3 separate regions of the Mus musculus genome follow, and regions 1 and 3 are each linked to region 2. The links are chromatin contacts, called in public Hi-C and promoter capture Hi-C maps. All regions are on one chromosome and are shown on one strand. Each heading gives the region's core, a stretch centred on a gene start, on an enhancer-like site or on the middle of the called end of the contact. The rest is flanking DNA. Distances are from core to core; before and after follow the strand shown. Region 1 holds the start of Gbp5 (guanylate binding protein 5). Region 2 has its middle 18 kb from the start of Gm34434. Region 3 has its middle 70 kb from the start of 4930519L02Rik.

Region 1 (3,217 bases), core at 299-2,798, 1.9 Mb before region 2:
GTGCTCTAGAAATCAGCCTGCACTCAGGTCTGACAGCTTCTGAGTCTGCCTCTGCATTCAACTCAAGACACAGGAAAATGAGACCAGTCATCCACGTGCCTTTCCTTCTGAGGCCAGGTACTCCGAGGCTGCATGCTCAAGTCAGTCAGAGATTAGCCTGTCTGGAGAAGTGATCGAGTCCATGGAAAGGAAGTCTGGTAAAGGAATCCCACAGAAAAAACAATATTTTTTGAAAAACTGATATAATAAAAACAAAACCAACCAACCAACCAACCAACGAACCAAAGAAGACACTGGAGTGGAAGGCCATCCAATGCGCATGGATCAATACAGTTGTTATTGTGATAACGGTTAGGTTATTTTACCCAAAGTCACCAGTATAGGCGGTACCCACCATAAAGTCAAATGCTATTTCTGTCAAGCTTACAGGCAAGTGCAGTCTAAAGCGAGTATGCTTCCTTTTAGGAGAGTTAGACTCCAGAGAGCGTCAGAACAAAGTCCGCAAATATCCATGTACAACATTCAGCTTCTATATAACTGATCTTTATTGGCTACATATGACCAGACATTTCCTGAGTTTCCTTGTCCCAGTAGTGACAGCGTCATCTCCAGGACTTGTTAACATATTATTTTGGCTTGAATTCTAGACAAGTGAGATAGAAGATCTTTCTTGAAGCTCCGTTAAGGGAAGGCTATTTCTTCTTGGTAAAGCATAGCTATTTTATTGACCTATTTTAAAAAATTAGTTTAACCCACTCAGTGGCTTGAGTTTTGCTCAGAAGAATCGGACTTGGGTCACATCATCAGCAGATGTTCCAAACGGCACCAAACAGTATAAGATTAAAGCAGCTGCTTACAGCCTTTCTGTGACTGAGTCAGCTTGCTGGTGCAGTCTCTAACCCAGCAAGCGTGATTAGCTTTCTTTTCCTTTGCAATCTCTCCTTTCTGGTTTCCTGTACGGTTTGTCTGCTCTGCTAATTTTTTCCTCTCTCCAACTCCAAAAAAGTTATCCTCAGTTTTCCTAATTCTGTTCTTTATTTCTTTTATATATGGGATTCAAGAGTCCACAACATGACACCCTGAGTTCCTTGTTTAACCTACTACCAATGAAAACAACTTTTATCCTAAGTGGATGCAGAGACAATTGTAAGAAATGAGTCTTCAAATAGTACGTGAGGTTTCCCTTCAAAACAATTGTGATTCAAAACCATAAAAATTATCACCCTCGTTCAAAGGAATAAAATAAACAGCGCTTGAAACAATGACAAACGATGTCAACGTTCTCTTTCAGATTGTGGGCAACTTCTGGGAAATTAGTTCAGTGACATTCAAGCCTTCTGCTTTTGAAAATCCCCTTCAACTATACAGTCTGAACTTGTGTAGTTTCAATTTCAGTTTAGAGAACCCTTTTGCAGATTCCTGTTCTTGCGTTTCATAATCAAGTTCTCTCCCAGCTCTCTGGGAGAGGAAAGGAAATTCCCAGGGCTGGCCGTTATTTCTCAGAACCAAGCACAGATAAATAAGGGTGCAACGAGTTTGTCCTCTTGCAGAGTCCCGTTTGAAGCAGTGTTCTTACTGGCCCCTGCTCCCGCTCTTCAGTTTTTCTTAAGGTAAGACCTGGAGCAGGGGTGGGAAGAGACTGTTAGGAATTATTTTTTAGACTACTTTATCCAGGATGGGATGCATCCTAGCCTGGATGCTGGCTCAGCCCCATTAGAGATTAAACAGCAGTGTTCTCAGAGAAGCAGAATTCCTTGTCCAGCAGTCCGAGTGTTTATTCAGTGCCGTTATTGTTTCCTGTTAATGAGAGGGCAGAGTGTGAAGAGATTAAACTGAAAGGTAGAAATGACTTCCAACTGTTTATCTCCGCTTGTTCTAACTTCTTGGCATCCCTAGTTGCTGTTTAGAACAGAATCACCTCCAGAATAGCAGGCAACCATACTGTTTGCATGAACAATATAGCAGAGCATGAGCTGCGCAGTAAAAGGTCTGAGACTGGGGCTCTAACCAGCGCTCCCATTGTCGGGAAGTGAATTCCCAGACAGCAAGGCTCTATATGTGGGCCGATGCTTGTCCTCATTGGAGCTTGGGACAAATTCACAGCCAGAGCTGCGAGAGAGAGAGAGAGAGAGAGAGAGAGAGAGAGAGAGAGAGAGAGAGAGAGAGAGAGAGAGAACTCCAAGGCACACAGGAAGAGGTTTGCTGACAGCAGTGAGCATTTTCGCTGCACTGCCATCTCTTAAAGGTTCCGTGTTTGCTTTTCCTGGGCAGTCACTCACTTTTAAACCCCATTTGTGTTGGATTCTGTCTCTGCTACAATATTGTCTCTACCTTTATATGTTGACGAATCAAAAAATGACCTATTTGGCCGGTATGGTCTGGCTATGCGGATCGCTCCTGGGAACTCTTTTGACTTCTTGCTGTGTCCCGTGCCTCATGCATATCATACTTAAAGAACAGATAAGAATATAAACGCAAAAACTGAGCAAACACCAGAAGTTCATCTCCAGCACCTTTCAGTACTTTCAGATTTCTTGGTGACCTTCTTCCCTACAGTCCTCCCCTTGTGTGAACATTTCTCTTCTTCTCTTCTCTTCTCTTCTCTTCTCTTCTCTTCTCTTCTCTTCTCTTCTCTTCTCTTCTCTTCTCTTCTCTTCTTTTTTTTTATAATTATTTTATTTATGTGTGTGCCTGAGTGTATTTTAGTCCCCCAGGACTGGTGTTATAGGTAGTTGTGAGCCACCTGGTATGGGTTAAGGGAACAAAATCCAGGTCTACAAGAGCCTCAAGTGCTCTTAGTCACTGAGCCAATATCTCTAGCCCAACCCTCTACTGATATAAATGCATATTGATTTGGTTACGTCTGGCTTGTAGGAAGCAGAATTGTAGGGAAGACTTGAATGACATCATAATGCTACTCAGTTGCAAGGATGAGACTGGAAATCAATATTAAGTGGAACTTACAAATAAAAACCCGATTTTATCTAGTTTTATGTATATATATGTATATTTATGTATATATGTATATATACATATATATGCATATGTGTGTGTGTGTGTGTGTGTGTGTGTGTATGTATGGGTGTTTGCCTGTTTGTATGTCTATGTAACATATGTGTGTCTGGAGCCCACAGAGGTCCATGAGGGCATTGGATCCCTTGGCAATGGAGTTACAGATAATTGTGATCTAACATGTAGGTTTTTGGAATCATATCTG
Region 2 (3,068 bases), core at 88-2,587:
ACTCTTCTGTTTCAGCAATAGAGGCTTTTATAGGTAAAGGGATATGTGGGTTTGAGCCGAAGGGTGTTTGACCAGGTCTCCCACCGTTGCACTGATTTCCACACAAGGCAATGGTAAGAATGTGCCGCCACAGGCAGAGTCACCCTAGTGGTATCACAGTGCAATTGCATCTGGTGTCTCATTTCAGAAGGCAAGGATCTGGAGAAAATTCCATTGTGGGAATAAGGAAGCCAGTATGCTCACATGTTTTATCTCCTATGCATGGCCACATCCTCTCTGATAGCCTCTCTTCCACCCTGGGGGCGAATTAAAAACATGGTATATAAAACGTGCCTTTCAATTTTTCTGCAGTTTGGTAAAAGTCTGGGCCAAGGTCTTAGACTTGGTAGCAACTGGTACTGTTTACTGAGTCCTTTTGATTTGCCACTAGGGTTATTTTAGTATAGATCAAACTTCCTGTGGGTTAGGTAGTGGCAGGGGACAGATGCTGGAGACATTAAGCATGTGATTGGCCAGAAGGGTGAAGCAGAGGCCAGAAGATGGCTACATGGCATCCCTGGTCTTGTAACCCTTCCTTCCTTTTCTCTTTCTCTTCTGCCAACTCAACCCTTCGTTTTCTGCCTATCACGCCTTTGATCTCGCAGTCAAAGTGCGTGTTGGAATTCTGTCGCTGGGTTTGTGGTCCCAGCCAACAGCATCACCCAGCCCTGCTCTAGCACCGATGTCATAAATCCAGAAGAATTTCTAGGGAAGGAAAAAAAAAACCTGTTCTGAAGTCGAGTTGCTACCATTTCGACATCCTGACAAGTGTGCCCTTGTGTGCTTTCAGCTTAAAGGAGGCAGGAATGTACCAACCGCCCCAGAATTCATGTCATGTTCTCAAGAGTACAAAAGACAAGGCAGCATGGGGTGGGCTGGGAGACATCTCCACTCCAGTGTGTCCTCCATCAGCTCTCCGCAGGGAGGTATTCTGAAGGAACACAATGGTGACCTATAGGCTCAATATGATTAGAGTTTCAATAGTGGAAGATAGAGGACCGTCAGTGAAGAGTAGGAGCTCTGTAGTAGAGTGCAGGGATCGATCGAGTCTGTGGGCCCAGGAGTCTAAATAGCTGCCTGAATGGGGCAAAGGATATGGTGATGCAGACAGGAAGGCCAGAGGACAGCAGGTGACCCGGAGAAACCACCTTGTGATTTGAAATGTAACAGGGAATCCCGGTTCCCAGGAAAGAGAACCGAAGTGAACAGAAAGTTGAGAAAGCCCGACTCCAAGTGGTGTACTGGGCATCAGGGAGGGGTGGGACACACAGTGCCTGAAGCTAGTGACAACCGGGCTGCTGTTACCCCCCAACTACAGCATAGTCCCAGGCAGGCAGTGCGCAGGAGCCGTGGGGGTTTTGACGGCCTCTTGCTCAACACGCAAACCTTTAGCTGATGCCAATCAAAGCAAATGAGTAATTAATAATCGGGCAGGGAGCGACTCCGGGGAGAGGAGGGTAACAGAGGACAAAAGAGCTTAGCCCATTGGTGTTTCGAATGCTGGGTCGTAGCCACAGGGCGAATTCCCCCTCGCCCAGCAGTGCAGCACATGAAGGTCCTAAGACAGGATGGAGGGAGGAATCTGGTAGAGGCAGCTGGTGGAAAGCCAAAGGATTTCCCAGGGCCACGCGCGTCCTAGCCAGTGGACAACGTGTCTCAAATGTTCCTGTGGCGCCACCTAGTGTCCAAGGCTCAGAGGATGCCCAGGCAAAGGCTTCAAACTCAGGCCAGATCTAGGACCTCAGAGTCAGAACTTCAATCTTTAATGTTATGAGGCAGGTTGGGGTAGGAATGGGGTGTCTCCTGGCTGTGGACAGACCAATGACACTCTCCAGCTGGGCAAACGCCCGTGTAAAATCTCTTCTGCTGCCACTAAATCTAAGTAGCACATTTGCCAGAAGGTACAGGAAAAATGACACTCCCTTTCTGAGACCATGAGGTGATGTCTGGTTTTTCCTCAATACAATGGCAAGCCGGTTATTAATTCATCCAGACAAAAAAATATAGATGCTGTCATCGTATAAACATGAGTCCCTGAGCAGAATGGGGCCTCAGGCCATCAGGGGGTGCAGCATATGAAGTGTGCTGAACTCTGGGACAAAGGACAAGATCACTTTGTTGAATGGAAAATGGGAGATGAGAGAAGACCCTGAAGTGGAAAGAATGAAACCTGGGAGCCAGGATGTGCTTTTAGAGTTCTGGCGTTGGCCCTGCTCGGTTATCTGTGTGACCTTGACCAAGGGAAACGGTGTTCCTCTCTCCCAACAATGCTGCGAGGCTCAGATTGTGGGTTTCCCTGAACAGACGAGGAAATAGCGGCTCCAGGAGTTTATCCAAGGTCAGGCCCAGGTCGGTGGCCACACCAAACTTCCAACCCACATCTGCCCAAAGTTCACAAACATGTTCCTCTGACAAGTCCCAGGCCCTCTGGGCTGTGATTCTCTGTCTATACCAGGAAGGGGTCCACTCCAGAAATAGCAAACTGTGATTATAGGGTTTCATCGGTCCCTTAAAACTCTGTTTTAGTGCACACAAGCCCCACAGTGATAACAAAAGGGCCTTTTAAAAGGATTTATCCATCTATAAAAGCTACTGGGTTTTATTTCCCAATATGGGCAAAGAACACCAAAACAAATGTGTTAGGACATCAAATCCCCTTTAAAATTTAGGGCAGGGAAAAAAGAGACTCGGAGTATATTAGGGGGTAGCGATAGTGTGGTGTCCTCAGCAGTGGGACTGGGTCCTCAGCAGGGTCCAGCTGCAGGCATTGCTTATCGGGAGCCAGTGGCCTCCCAGGCTAATTGCATTCTGACGATTGTTTAGCCTTGATAAACACAGCAGTTTATCTGGCTACCGGTTCGGATCTGGACAGAAGCAGATGGAGCACACTTGCAATAACCTCAGAGATAAAACTTTCCTATCTCAGGCAGTTGATCTCTTCCTTCAAGGGTCATATTGTCCAGCAACGGCCACCTCTGAAAGAAGGAAGTGGGGGCAAGCCAAGTGTGCACAGTGGCAAGCCAAGTGGG
Region 3 (2,914 bases), core at 217-2,716, 1.3 Mb before region 2:
GTCCAGGAGGTTGGAGGCGAAGGTCCAGGGGCAGGGGGACCTGGAGTGTGGTGTTAGCCCTCAAGCCAGACAGGGTGGTCATTTACCTTTTCTCTCTGTTTACTTCCACATAAATCGAGGAAGTTCCTTCTGGCTCAAAGTTTCATGATTCTAGAATTTCTCTGCACTTACAGAAGGGGATTAGGGAAACCTACAGTGTGATTGTTTGCACCGGGGAAAATCGAACCTAACAAATGAGCCAGTCACTTAGCAGAAGAAACTAGAGGTTTATTTGATGGTGGCGCCACAAAAAGAAAAGCACGTGATCTGAGGCTTAGAGAGGCATGGCGGCCCTTCTGACCCAGGAGCAAGTCAGTGGTTTATTGCCGTGGTTAAAGCTGGTCTGCTTAAATAGATTCAATTGCACTTTGACACAAACTCTTCTCTGCTTTTCCCAACTCAGTACCCGGTTTTAAAGATCTGTTTCTCAGATGTCTCGAATGTTTCCATTCCACCATAATGGAAAATAATCGTGACCTTTCTTTTAAACAAAAATCACTGCGCTGTAGATACAGGAAGCGAACAAAAATAACACCGTGTTTTGCATGGCTGACATGGTATATCTGAGGCATAAAACACTGCCCACTATAAACATATGAAAGCCGAGTCAGTTCTGTTAGGTCCAGGCTATGATCGATTGCAAACTAGGAGTTGTAAAGCAAGCGTCACTCTGGAACCATGGTTTATTAACAGTTTTATTTTCCCGAGACAACTTTTTCTCCTAGCAAGCCGGGAAAGTGAGACACTCATCTGGGGGAGGGAAGAAGTGTGGGCTCTCACCAAAGTTACTCTCCTAGAGTCCACACAAAATGTATTTGGGCCTGGCAGAAACATACGCTTATCCCAACCTGCAAAATGTTATTTTGATTAACGGGCAGCAGAAAAGAGCCCAGAAAATTTCTGAGCTGTCCTTTCTTTGGTGGGTGGGTGGGAAGACGAATTTTGTCTCCTATTCTTTCCTAATGGGATATTAAAAGTGTTTAATAACCTCATCTTTTCAAGGGCCGTTATTTTATTTATTTATTTTTTCTGTGATGGAGGTAAAGAAGGGCCTCAGAAGCGCCCTTGTTCCCTGTTCTCTGTCTCCCAGATCTCTGCCTCTTGGGCCTTCCAGCCCCCTCTCCTCTTCCATCCTGAAAACAAATGCCCAGTTCACCCCCAAATCTGGATCTCATGTAGATGCGAAGGCTCGGAGTCTGCAGGTGCATTTGAATCACGCAGCACCCTGTGCAGCCGCCCTGCCAGCGTGGGATGGGGCGCGGAGACGCGCGGATATCGTGGGCTGCAGGGCAGCAGTGAAGCGGTTAAGCGGCAGCCGGCGGGCGAGCGGGCGGGCGGGCGGGCGAGCGGGCAGGGCGGAGGCGCGGAGGAGCTGCGCCCGCGGCAGCCCCAGCGGCAGCTGCGGCGAGAGGCGCGGGGAGCGAGCGGGCCGCGCCCAGAGACCCGCAGAGAAAGGGCAGCGCCGCCGCCGGCTGCCGGCCTCGGCGCGGTTAATCACGCGCTCCCCTCTCGCTGCTGATTTGCGAGAGCAGATTAATCAGAGAGCGCGGCTTGATGAAATTTGCTGTTATTGTGCCCATTTTTAGCAACATCTTTTATTATCTTCATTATTCATTTACAGGGGACCGGCATCAATTATGCAAATGAGTTCACAGACTTTGCAGATTACTTCATTTGCCGCTATTGTTTGTGGAAATTTAATTATTAAATATTATTAAGCTTGCGTTTTCTTCAATTTTCCAAGGCTTAGTTTCATTTGATTTTTCCTCCAGCTGCTCGTCGCTCCTTTCGGTGCCAAAACACTTCCTCATCAAAGCGGCTCTGGCATGTGAAGACCAAATAAAATCTCCTCAATTTAATAATTTTGATGTTAGTCCCTTGTTCTCAGCTGCTTGCTCAAAGCAATGCAGAGAGGAGCGCAGAGCACATTCAGTTTAATGAGCAGAAATTGAATTCAAGTTTGTTCGGAATTGACTTCAATTAAGCAGAGTCTTAATGATAAATTAATCTCTTTTCTTTATTCCCTAGAATTTGTTTTTCAAAGTAGGAAATTGGACTACATTGAAAGACCAAATAAAGAATACCAATTTTAACTAGATCATGGAGCTGATAGCAAAATTTAATTCTTTATAGTAAGGTACTTGGACAAATAGCATTCTTTCTGTGGCGTGTATTATAATTTATATTCATTGTTACCACTTACACATCCGTGGCGTGGATAAAATGGCAGTTGAATTAAATATAGGCTTGTAATAGACTTCAGAGTTTTAATCTTTATTAAGAAACTCTAATTGAATGCATAATTAGCTTCAGACTTTGGGAAATTTGGTTTAATATCTGGGTGAACTGAAAACATTGATCAGGAATTTTAAGGCGATTCTCTCAAGTGAGGGTTTTTTTTTTTTTTTTTTGAAGAGAAATGATATGGCCATGTTTAAAAATGGCATTTCAAAATCGAATGGAGGGGCAAGGAGTTAGGTTCATCCTGTGTTGTTAGGGACAGACCTCGGGGGCTTCCTTGGAACCAGAGCCAATACTGGCAATTTCAAGTTCCTCTTATTAAAATCGCTAATGTTCCTTCAGGCCACCAAATCCATTATCCTGGTGCAGACCCCCCTGAACATCAAACTCACAGCGGCTTGGGGATTTTAATGAGGATGTCCATATTGATTGTATTTCTACACTTGTTTGGGTTCCCCCTCCACTGTAAAAAATGCACCTGATTGTTTTTTCTTTTCTCCTGAATCATGGATCATCTTTTTTTTTTTTTTATTGGAACATGTAGAGAATAATTCTCCATGCTCCAGCCCGCAAAGCGCTCTATCTACATATGCCAAACGTTATTATTGCAGCTCCTTCAGGAGTGACCTTAAGA

Evidence for each region. Promoter capture Hi-C pulls out the DNA fragments that hold promoters and counts their contacts. Hi-C and Micro-C count contacts between places; a contact is called where the count stands out from the background.
Region 1: a promoter capture Hi-C map of hippocampal neurons shows a contact between it and region 2, with 4 times the contacts expected there. The contact joins the promoter of Gbp5 here to the enhancer-like site in region 2. A contact is called at or near these places in 3 of 39 promoter capture datasets (cranial neural crest, hippocampal neurons and pre-B cells) and 1 of 115 datasets of contacts at active chromatin or transcription factors (pancreatic cancer cells).
Region 3: a contact with region 2 is called in a Hi-C map of cortical neurons, with 2.2 times the contacts expected there. The contact joins two enhancer-like sites. A contact is called at or near these places in 1 of 39 promoter capture datasets (hippocampal neurons), 2 of 484 Hi-C or Micro-C datasets (cerebral cortex and cortical neurons), 3 of 115 datasets of contacts at active chromatin or transcription factors (astrocytes, embryonic forebrain and embryonic stem cells) and 1 of 9 other capture datasets (embryonic stem cells).

What each region holds. Positions count from the first base shown.
Region 1 is chr3:142,495,386-142,498,602 of GRCm38.p6, forward strand. It overlaps Gbp5 (guanylate binding protein 5), which reads left to right and starts at 1,549. Exons shown (of 11, transcript NM_153564.2): 1 at 1,549-1,610.
Region 2 is chr3:144,398,219-144,401,286 of GRCm38.p6, forward strand. No RefSeq gene overlaps it. Among named protein-coding and RNA genes, the nearest start is that of Gm34434, 18 kb to the left of the region's middle. Within about 2 kb of position 1,338, at least 51 of the 459 cell types and tissues checked have an H3K27ac peak or open chromatin away from gene starts, as enhancers often do. A contact at or near this core is called in cerebral cortex, cortical neurons and hippocampal neurons, where this site is marked.
Region 3 is chr3:143,099,560-143,102,473 of GRCm38.p6, forward strand. No RefSeq gene overlaps it. Among named protein-coding and RNA genes, the nearest start is that of 4930519L02Rik, 70 kb to the left of the region's middle. Within about 2 kb of position 1,467, at least 58 of the 459 cell types and tissues checked have an H3K27ac peak or open chromatin away from gene starts, as enhancers often do. A contact at or near this core is called in cerebral cortex, cortical neurons and hippocampal neurons, where this site is marked.